2 separate regions of the Zea mays genome follow, and region 1 is linked to region 2. The links are chromatin contacts, called in public Hi-C maps. All regions are on one chromosome and are shown on one strand. The core of a region is the stretch at or near the end of the contact, and the rest is flanking DNA. Distances in the headings are between cores, read along the strand shown. Region 1 has its middle 35 kb from the start of LOC100279146. Region 2 holds the start of LOC100502511 (B3 domain-containing transcription factor NGA2).

Region 1 (5,697 bases), core at 862-3,361, 47 kb before region 2:
CGAGTGCCAGATCGCAGACACTCGGCAAAGGACGACACTCGACAAAGAAGCTGTGTCCGGTAGTGATATCAAAACTTGTATATAGTCCAGAACATACGAGCAGTCTATACGTATATTTGAAAATTTAGAACAGGTAGTATATATATTTGATTCAGAGCAAGGAGTACTTATTTTTCGGAATTGAGAACGAGCAGTTTTTATAGAACTATCTTAGGACGTACATATCATCCAATCCATCTATACGTGCACTTATGTTCATGTAACTTGCAGACGAAAACAAAATGACCGGCTTTTGCTGGCAGTTCGATGATGGCTACTGCCCTCAGAACTCAGTAGATGACACAAGTAGTCCACTGAGGCAGAGGCCCATGAGCCCTCCGACGGGCGCGTCTACGAAAATGATGAGCAGCGAGAGGGCTCCATATGGCCGGACTGCGGCCACTGTGCAAGGAGGAGACGAATCCACAGGCGGCGTGAAGCGAAGAGAGGAGGCGCCCTTGCTCTTTCTGGATGTGTGTGGACTTCGTTGCTCCTCCTTAGAAGAGAGGAGCCCGACATCTCAACATGACGATGGGAGAAGACATCACGGCGCAGGCCGCAGGCGTTGAAAGGATGATGGAGGGAGACGATATCGGAGTGAGCGAAGGCGATGAAACCGGCGGGCTATGATTGGACGCAAGATTTCTCTCAACGCGCGCCAAAATTGGAACCCTCGCATGCGCATCGGATCCGCTCCCTCGGTTTGGAACTTTGGCGACGCTGCCGACCTGTACAACGCTGCTGGAGGAGTCTCTGCCTCGGACAAAGGGACATCTCCATCATCGCCTCGCGAGACGGCGCCAACCAAACCCCATCCCCTAGCGTCGCTGGGGTGTTTTTTTCTTTTACGAAATTGACATCATAGAGACGGGCTTTAAGAGACACGTTGCACGTCGTTTCCTTTCCTCACAGCATGCTTGCTACAGATCGATCAGTACGCCGTTCCAACTTCCAAGCAATGCAAAGGGTGGATGCATGGACCGGCGCGGGGCCGGGGTCGACAGATCAGAAAGTGTAGCGCCACCATGCAAGCATGCATGCGATGTGCAAGGAGGGAGGGGGGGATCGGTCGGAGACGATGAGGGGATCGGTCGAGGAAAGAGCCTGCCTGTCGCTCTGAGAAAAGAAAGTGCCTTTTGTTTTGTATGCATGTTCTATATGATAGCAAAAGGCTGCTACCCCTTCTCTTTGGCCGCCATCAGATTTTGCCTCTCCCACCCCACCAGTCTCGCCCATGCCCGACGATGCCCATATACGTCCTTCCATTTACGTACCTAAAATGTACTTCCTAATTTTCCAAATTTCGCTCCAAATTTGCAGTTTCGAATTAGTTCATTACACTATCCACGAAATAATGTACGTTTTTTTTTGAAATTGCAGGTATCAATTCAGGGCCTTAGATAGAAGTAATAAGGATTCGAACAAAATTGGAGAAGTTCGAATTTAGTATGAAGCTAATTGGAGGCACACTAGCAGCTACCAATGCACACACAACCCTGAAGAGGTAGGTTACTATATCACATAATAATATGCGTAGAATATATAGAAGCATCGTGAGGCTTTTTGTCTGCGTGTACACCGTCCAACAGTTTTGGGAGGAAAAGCTTAAACATCATGATGCATGTGTGTCAGGTGTGGAATTAGAAGCCTCTGAAGATGCCAAGCATCGATCCAGCAGTCCTGCACCGGCCTGCTCATCATAATTAAATAACTGCCAGTGCTGTCCATGGCGCCAAATAAGTGCGAACAGCATGCATGCATGCATGCACGCATCTACGCGTACTGATCACGCACAGTACTACTACGTACTACGTAGCGCCACCATGCATATCGCCAAATAGTATATATATATATATGCATGATAAATGTCAAGTAATCGTACTGTTGTGTGGCTGGCGTGCTTCCAATTATATTGATGGTGTGCCCAGGTGGTGCTGGATTGGAATCAGTAGTACGTACTCCTGCTGCCATGCATGCATCGCCGCTGAATTTGGCCCAAAGCTACCTATGCTAGCTGCTTCAGAGTGCATGCATGCATGGGTCTGTGTGACGGCATGAATGTGTGAGCAGCAGTGCCATGCCATGCACCTGCTCACTATCGCATCGCATGCAGTGCAGCTGACACCTCTTTCTCCCTTGGGGCTGGGGCGTGAAGCAAACGAGCGAGCTGTAGCTACATGGGCCTCTACGTACTTGCAAAGGAGCCCGGCCGCGGCTGCGGCCGCCCATCATTTTGGCCTTTAAAGTCATGTGTTCCCTGCTGAAAAAGACGAGAAAAAAAACTTGAGAGATAGATCCTCCCATGCAAAAAAGTTCAAATGATACTGGAGTAGTACATGTACAGCGCGTGCATGTATGTGCGCGCGTCTGCACAAAGCCGTCCGGTTTGTCCCGTCTAAGAGTGCGTGCTTGCACGCCGGTCTTCTCGATTGCTTTCTCCACGATCAGCAGAAGTACCATGGAGAGAAGCTTTTTAGCAGCAGCGAAAGTTGCATCGCATTGCACTGGGTGTACGTACATGGATACGTAGTGCATGAGGTCTGTACGTGGATGTTTTCCATTTGTTTGGCATTTGTGCTGCTTGATGTTTATTAGAAACTGGCCGGCTGGAGGACAACATCTATATATGCAGGTTATATCAGTATATCACACATTGGCTTACTGTATTAATCTCAACACGACTAATTCTAGGATTCTCCATGTTCATCCTTATGTACGTGTCATGTGAGTGTGATAAAAGATAAAACTTACACAACTTTTATAACACTTAAAAATACCTGATCTTTAATTTAATATACTACTCTAATCAGCATCACCAACAATACTAATTGAAAGCTAGTGATCAACTAGCTAGCTCTTGAGGTGTTGATCAACCCCGGAGAAGGAAGAAATACCAGGTTTGAGCTATGTATCTTGCGGCCATGATGAATGATTTGGCTAGTACTGAAGGAAGTAAGGGTGGTTTCATGTCTAATGATAAACTATTTCGGGTCAGATTGCCCATCATATTAAGGAGTTGCGGTGGCTTATACGTAGCGGGCCAATGGGTCGCTTCTACATCCCTTGATAGTGAATATGTACTATCAACAATAAAATTTGCATATCTCTGGTCCTCTTGGACAAAGGTGCTTGTGTTGAGATATCTGCTTTGTTTGTGGCTCTCTTCTAGATCTTATTCTCTTCTCATGTGATACAACTCTTCTTTGGTGAGATTCTAGCCTTCATTGTATATATCAAGTTTCATTCTGAAATAATCTAATTTCGTTCTTATTCGTGTTTTCATGATCTTTTACAGAAGCCAAGAAATGTTCCTTCGTCGAGAAACATCATTGTAGCTTGTTCCTTGTTTTTGTGCCACCAACATGATCATATAAGTGAGCCTCGCCTCTTAATGTGTGCTTACAAATTATTTATTTTAACCAATATACTATTCTTAGTTGTACCTATATTGATTTTTTAGCTGCTTATTACGCATAAGACAAACGATGGAGTTTCTAAATAATTGTTCTTTAAAAAGAGGCAAGTGTCCTTGATCATGTTGATCCTATTTGATAAGTGTTTTTGTTGCAAAATTGCACGGTTGTGTCAATGAACGTGTACATAATTATATGTTATATTAGAATTTCCATAAAATTCCTTCTAATAATTGTTATTTCTTTCTGTTATGAGTAGAATTGCTTAATTTCATATAAAGTTTAGTTTGAATAATTTGCTCCATCTAGTCAAGTAATCTTTATGTAACATGAAAATGTTGGCTTTGGGTTTATGTAACATGAAGATGTAGATTATGTTCAGGGTTAATGGTAATTCGAGGAGAGCTATGTTTAGGATTATCGGTAGTTCAGAAACTATGTCTGAGGTTACTAGTAGTTTCCATGGTTGTGTTTATCACCTAATCCTATTTTTAAGGATCGATTTGTGGAATGGCCACCCATGAAAATCGTACAACCATGAGCCAAGCACGGGTCCAGTCTGGCGTAGTACATGGTCGAGTGCAGTAATGGTACGCGATAGCAACATTGTGGATATGGCAGGATACACCAAATCCGTCTAAGAAGTGATGTGCGGAAGATGCACTACCGGAATCGCCTCCTTTGCCGAGTGCCTGAAGCACTCGGCAAAGCCTTAAAAACACTCGGCAAAGAAGGCTCGGCACACAATGCATCGGCAAAGCCTTCTTTGCCGAGTACTTTTTCTCGGGCACTCGACAAAGAGGTTTATCGAGTGCCAGGGGACACTCGGCAAAGAAAAGCAGCCGTTACGGCGTTGGGTGACGGAGACGGCTTCTTTGCCAAGTGTCTCCGGTGACACTCGGCAAAGGAGTTACCTTTGCCGAGTGCCTACCGACAGCACTCAGCAAAGACTCAATCTTTGCCGAGTGCCACCTGGGACACTCGGCAAAGAACCCGCGAGAGAGGGTCCCCATGTCAGGTTCTTTGCCGAGTGTCCCAGGTGGCACTCGGCAAAGCGTGCTTCTTTGCCGAGTGTCAGGGACATTACACTCGGCAAATAACCTATACCGGTGCCCAGGTCTTGGTTCTTTGCCGAGTGCTATGGCCTGGACACTCGGCAAAGAAGCTCTTTGCCGAGTGTAACACTTGGCAAAGTGACCAGTAGGCACCTTTTTTATTTGTTTTTTTATATTCCATCCAAACAAACAAAAGATATCACATATACATCACATATATCACATATTTACATCACAGATATCATCACAAACATAAATAGCCAACACAAACAGTATTGACACAAATATTGACATAAGTTGAGAGGTTCTCAATACAAATAGTATTAATAGAAGTTCAGAAGTATCAACACAAGTTCACAAGCTCTGACAAGTATTCAACATAAGTTTGTGTTCGAAACACTAAAAACATAACTTGGCACTCATGGAGGTGGGCGGTTGGTCTGGTGCTGCGTTGGGTTGAACCCTTCATGAGGGTTGTTGAATGCCGCCCCAGATTGGCCCTGCACAGAGAAGAGATTACATGTGTTATACCATATGCATTACCAACATGTAACTACAATTTTGATACTCACAGGAGTATGGAACTGAGCAGGGTCAACTGCAGGGAACAATGGAGGTGGCGGAGCGAAACCCTGTGCAGCACCAAGGCTTTGCATGTACTGGAACATCTTCGCCATCCTCTGATTAGCCGCCAGGCGAGCCTCCCGCTCCGCCTCCCGCTCCGCCATCATCCTCGCCTCCATCTCTTCTAGTTGGGTCTGTAATATTACAAGCCAACATTATAGTAACTCAAAGAGAAAGTATATAACTCAAGGAAGGACGAGTTACAGAAGCACTAACCTCGAGTTGTTGTATGCGATGCTGTGAGCTGTCGTGCCGAGGTCGTATGGCTGGACTCGAGCCCGTGCTCCTTGCTCTCACCTGAGACAGAGTGGGAGTGGAGGACGAGTCGATTGCCCCGTCAGCAATCCAGTACCGCCCATGTCTCTTGCCTCCTCCGACCCTCATGAGCACATCGGGGTCGATCGGCTCGGTGCTCGGATCATAGTCTGGGCCATGGACCTCCTGCGCCATGGCAGTGTAGTCATGAAGGCGGCTATAGACGGCGGGGTTGGTGTAGGCCTCGGGCCCATCATCCAGGTTGTAGGTGACGTCGGACGTCGCCTTGCCCTTATGGGCCATAGCATAGG
Region 2 (5,398 bases), core at 2,298-4,797:
TGATTTTCACATGAGATCAATACAATATGTATCCCCAGGAATTGGAGACGAATGTCTCCGGTAGAGCTTCAAAAGAGACCCACCACCACCATAGATCTAGTATCAACCGCGTTCAACTTACTATAAAACCTTTAATTTGCATGTTTAATTAAAATGCTAGGAAACAAAGACCCATCTCAAAAAAGAAGACAGCTAAAAAGCTAAGTACGAGCGAGGGGAGGGAGAATGTCCCTGCAGCTTAGCTACTTTGGGTAAAACAGAGTGACTTTTGCTAATACTTGACCAGCGTGCTAGCTTTTGCAAATACTTGTCTAATAACATTGTAAAAATACTATATTCAAACTAAAATATATATAGATAATGGTAATTTATTGTACTAGTACGTACTGACGTAATTAATTATCATTATCTATGTGTCTTTCACAGTATACAATGACCAAGTAGCTATAGTAGCCGATGTTTACTGTTTCCTAGACAATTAGGGTCTATCATCAGCAATAACTATGAAGTTGCTACCCACTTGTAGTTTCTCTGTATATATATGTACGTAGTAGGAAAGTTATGCAGAACTAAACTACGCTTGATGAATTTGCCCCACTTATCTTCATGGGATTCGAACCCTGTTGTATATATAGCTAGCTCGCTACTAGTGCGGACCCAGTAGTACGGACACAATAAAGATATACATTTTGGCTTCCTGTATTATTCTACAGGCCATAAGGCGCACACATCCTATTCCTACACGTACGTACCAACTGTTTCTCTGAAGATATATTAATTGTAGCAACAGGTAACTACTAGAGGCCAACTATCGAACGATGCATCTAAGGACAGCGCAAAAGACAAAATACACCGATCTCTCCTTGAATCTGAGCGTCTGAGCCTCTAGCTTCTAATAATAATGTTGTTATTATTACAGTAAAGCAAAAGATTTTGCTATCTTTTCGTACAGAAGCAAAATCCACCGGCCCATCACACTATTTCTGGAGAGATGTAAAGCATGCCCCGGCCCTTATATATGCATGATATATGCAGAAGCAAACCACATGATCTCCCTTCAATAGTCACCTGCAGGGACCAATGCAAGACGGGCCTTGATGCTAGCTAGCTAGCTCCAATTTGCTGGCCTTCAGTCAGCTTAAACAGGATATGAGAATGTGGGCAATAATGATGTCCCAGTACGTGCTATACATCAGCAATTTATTTGCAACGTGGCACAAAGTAGCCCAGTTTAGCAGTATCTAACTCCAATTCACAAACTGGAATTATATATATCTACCTGAAAGTGAACGAACTTAATTATACTAGTCTAATACGAGGAACAAACAACTGGCCAGCCGTATGTTTATCAACGAGTACGGAGTACAAATAAGTCAGTAAAATTGATGGCCGCCCATCATCGTTATATACATCCCTCGGAAGTTTTGGCAACTAACTGCGCTCTCCTCAGTGTTCCATTCTAAAAGAATAAAATGCAGTAGCGGTCCTCAAACTTGATATATTGTGTCAATTGGATCATCGAACTAAAAAAACTAGTAAAACGGGTCCTCCAACTTAGTCGGCCCATGTAAAATCGTCGAAAACCGGATTTACTTGAACTAGAAGCATGGCGTAACACATTCGAGCACACGTTTGAGTACCCATACCAGACTAGTCATGTTTCTATCATGTTTTGGTACTCTTTGTCTTTCATTAATGGGGTCGAAAATGAAGGTCTAGCTAGGCATAGTGTGATGACCGAAATTACTACATCAAATTTTCTATCATGTTTTGCTACTCTGTCTTTCATTAATGTGGGGTCGAAGTCAACTACGCTGCTTGTGTAATGATGGATCATCCATAGTTAGTATCAAATAAAAGCTTCATGTTTATATAAACAGAAGTCGTACCTCATTAATTGCACTCAATATAGAGTAAACAAAAGTAAAATGTGTATACGATATTATATAACTAATTAATTAAAAGTTGTAAGAGAAGATTATAGTTGTCATGTCATGTTGTTTGTTTATTTAAGAACCTAGCTAAATGTTATTTTTCTGGTTTCTTTTTAAAATCACAAACTATTTCCTTCATGTACAACATGTGGACAATGGATCCAATATTAATTAAAGGACGTGTCTGTTTTATGTCTTATACATTCTGCATATAGTACGAAATATTATAGTGAGAATAATTGTACACAATAAATGACGAATTCGAATTATATAAATATATCACTTACAGACACCAGCAACTCATGAGAGATTTGCCAAGGTCTTACATGCATGCAGTGCATTGCCACGAGTCGGGGGGAGCGTGGGGAAGAAGCGTCTAGGCTACAAATATAATTATTATTTATTTCTAAATACTAAGATATATATAGTCTAGTGGTTAGCCCCAAATTTCTTAAATAGAGGGGTGTAGATTCGAGTGGTTCGAGCGCTAGCTTTACACTATTTTTTGTGGGTGCTAGACGTGGGAAAAGGTGAAGTCGTGCTAGCACAGGTGCTCACATTAAGTTTCAAATAGAGTAGTATATAGATTGTTGTTTGAGATCTTGTTAATATGTATGTGTTGAAGTAAAAAAATAACCTAATTTTTGCTATGTTAATATGTATGTGTGGAAGTAAAAAAATAACTTAATTTTTATTCTAATATACTTCAACACGTGTAAACTGGTTATATACGAACAAGGCACGAAGAATTTAGCACGCAAGTAAAACTTTTGTGCTCGAAGCCGTCCGAATCCACACTTCCATTTCACATCGGACTCGGACCCTGCAACTGCAAGTGGGCTCTTGAAATCCCTTGGATGGAGACGGTATCTATTGGGGGCCAGCCTAGGAGCTAGGTCTACGCCCTAGAGCAGCAGCGGGTATATATCCCCTCCGGCAGCCAAAGCCGTAGGCAGGCGTGGCGTGCGATATTTGATACCCGTATATATGCATGGTGACAAGGACGATCGCTCACATGAGCCCAACCCCAACGGAAGTCATGGGCCCCCCCCTGGCCTCCGTCCCTTTATAAAGCTATCTACTACTACAGTACACCCCACTTTCCTGCTCCGTCTCCCTCTACAGTACTGTACGCACGTTTGCTTTTCTACGAGCGGACGGAGACGTTTTCTATCCAGTGAAAACACACTTTGAAGTTTGAAGAAGAAAAGAAACATCCAGGAGGGGACGAGCTCCTCGTTTGAGCTGGAAGCCTGAACTGTGCCTGTAGCAGCAGCCACTGCGACACAGTGATGGAAGGGAGGGAATTGGCCGAATGGGGGAAGCTTGCGGGCAAAAAATACGGCAAAGGCGGCACTGCAGCAGCTACTACTTCCACTCCCAGTCCCACAGTCTACTAGGCACTCGTCGCCTTCCAGGAATCTTCTTGCGCAGTCGCCCTCTCCCCTGCCCCTGTGCCCGTGCCAAAGGAACACACACCCACATGCCATGCCACAGCACAGCACAGCACACCCGCCGCGCTGGTGCAGTGCATGAGGGCACAAGCTTAGCGCCTCAGCCACAGCCCACAGCCACAAATTAACCTCGCTCATCACAACCACCCAGGAAGCAAGGCAGGCACCCAGCAACTAACGAGCACCACCGTCTAATCCGCGTCTCCGTCTCCGTCCCCATCCCCAATTCCCCATCCCCATCCATCTGGCCACATCCCAAACCCAAAGACGTCGTCCGCCGCGCTGTGCGCCTAGCCGTCAATGTGGACGCCTGCGGGCGGCCTAATTCTTCTTCCCGTCCTTCGTTCTTCCCCCTCGCCCTTCAGGCAGCAGGCCTCACACTCCAGAGTAGTAGCAAGCAACAGCAACGCCGAGCCTGCATACTACACGCATACATAGGTAGATCCGATCCCGCTCTACTGACCTATAGTGGCGGCGGTGGCGTTTGCGCTGGGCAACAGTGCATGCCTCTCTTCTCTGGGCCAGCTCCCAGCTATCTCCAGCGGCTGTCATCGCAGCAGAACCTAGCTAGCTAGTCAGATAGGTAGCGCAGCCAGTGCCCAGTGGAGGAGGGAGGGAAGAAGCAGGTGGCGCGCGGGACCAAGGGAGGAGCGAGAGCGAGCGAGCAAGAAATACCAGAGGAAGCAAGTGGTAGGTAGGTAGGTAGTGCCTATATGGACCAGTTCGCCGCGAGCGGGAGGTTCTCTAGAGAGGAGGAGGCGGACGAGGAGCAGGAGGATGCGTCCAATTCCATGCGCGAGATCTCCTTCATGCCGCCGGCTGCGGCCTCGTCATCTTCGGCGGCTGCTTCCGCGTCCGCGTCCGCCTCCACCAGCGCATCCGCGTGTGCATCGGGAAGCAGCAGCGCCCCCTTCCGCTCCGCCTCCGCGTCGGGGGATGCCGCCGGAGCGTCGGGGAGCGGCGGCCCAGCGGACGCGGACGCGGAGGCGGAGGCGGTGGAGAAGGAGCACATGTTCGACAAGGTGGTCACGCCGAGCGACGTGGGGAAGCTCAACCGGCTGGTGATCCCGAAGCAGTACGCGGAGAAGTACTTCCCGCTGGACGCGGCGGCCAACGAGAAGGGCCTCCTCCTCAGCTTCGAGGACAGCGCCGGCAAGCACTGGCGCTTCCGCTACTCCTACTGGAACAGCAGCCAGAGCTACGTCATGACCAAGGGCTGGAGCCGCTTCGTCAAGGAGAAGCGCCTCGTCGCCGGGGACACCGTCTCCTTCTCCCGCGCCGCCGCCGAGGACGCGCGCCACCGCCTCTTCATCGACTGGAAGCGCCGGGTCGACACCCGCGGCCCGCTTCGTTTCTCCGGCCTCGCGCTGCCGATGCCGCTGCCGTCGTCGCACTACGGCGGGCCCCACCACTACAGCCCGTGGGGCTTCGGCGGCGGCGGCGGCGGCGGCGGCGGATTCTTCATGCCGCCCTCGCCGCCCGCCACGCTCTACGAGCACCGCCTCAGACAGGGCCTCGACTTCCGCAGCATGACGACGACCTACCCCGCGCCGACCGTGGGGAGGCAGCTCCTGTTTTTCGGCTCGGCCAGGATGCCTCCTCATCACGCGCCGCCGCCCCAGCCGCGCCCGTTCTCGCTGCCGCTGCATCACTACACGGTGCAACCGAGCGCCGCCGGCGTCACCGCCGCGTCACGGCCGGTCCTTCTTGACTCGGTGCCGGTCATCGAGAGCCCGACGACCGCCGCGAAGCGCGTGCGGCTGTTCGGCGTCAACCTGGACAACAACCCAGATGGCGGCGGCGAGGCTAGCCATCAGGGCGATGCATTGTCATTGCAGATGCCCGGGTGGCAGCAAAGGACTCCAACTCTAAGGCTACTAGAATTGCCTCGCCATGGCGGGGAGTCCTCCGCGGCGTCGTCTCCGTCGTCGTCGTCTTCCTCCAAGAGGGAGGCGCGTTCAGCTTTGGATCTCGATCTGTGACCTAAAGGCAAAAATCAAAGGAAAGTTC

Evidence for each region. Hi-C and Micro-C count contacts between places; a contact is called where the count stands out from the background.
Region 1: a contact with region 2 is called in a Hi-C map of tassel, with 1.7 times the contacts expected there. The contact joins the enhancer-like site here to the promoter of LOC100502511 in region 2. A contact is called at or near these places in 8 of 25 Hi-C or Micro-C datasets (ear, leaf and tassel) and 1 of 3 datasets of contacts at active chromatin or transcription factors (leaf).

The regions. Positions count from the first base shown.
Region 1 is chr5:204,629,360-204,635,056 of Zm-B73-REFERENCE-NAM-5.0, reverse strand. No RefSeq gene overlaps it. Among protein-coding and RNA genes, the nearest start is that of LOC100279146, 35 kb to the left of the region's middle. Within about 2 kb of position 2,111, at least 9 of the 20 cell types and tissues checked have an H3K27ac peak or open chromatin away from gene starts, as enhancers often do. A contact at or near this core is called in ear and tassel, where this site is marked.
Region 2 is chr5:204,584,348-204,589,745 of Zm-B73-REFERENCE-NAM-5.0, reverse strand. LOC100502511 (B3 domain-containing transcription factor NGA2) reads left to right here and starts at 3,547. Exons shown (of 1, transcript NM_001196989.1): 1 at 3,547-5,398. The coding sequence starts at 4,102. The coding sequence ends at 5,370.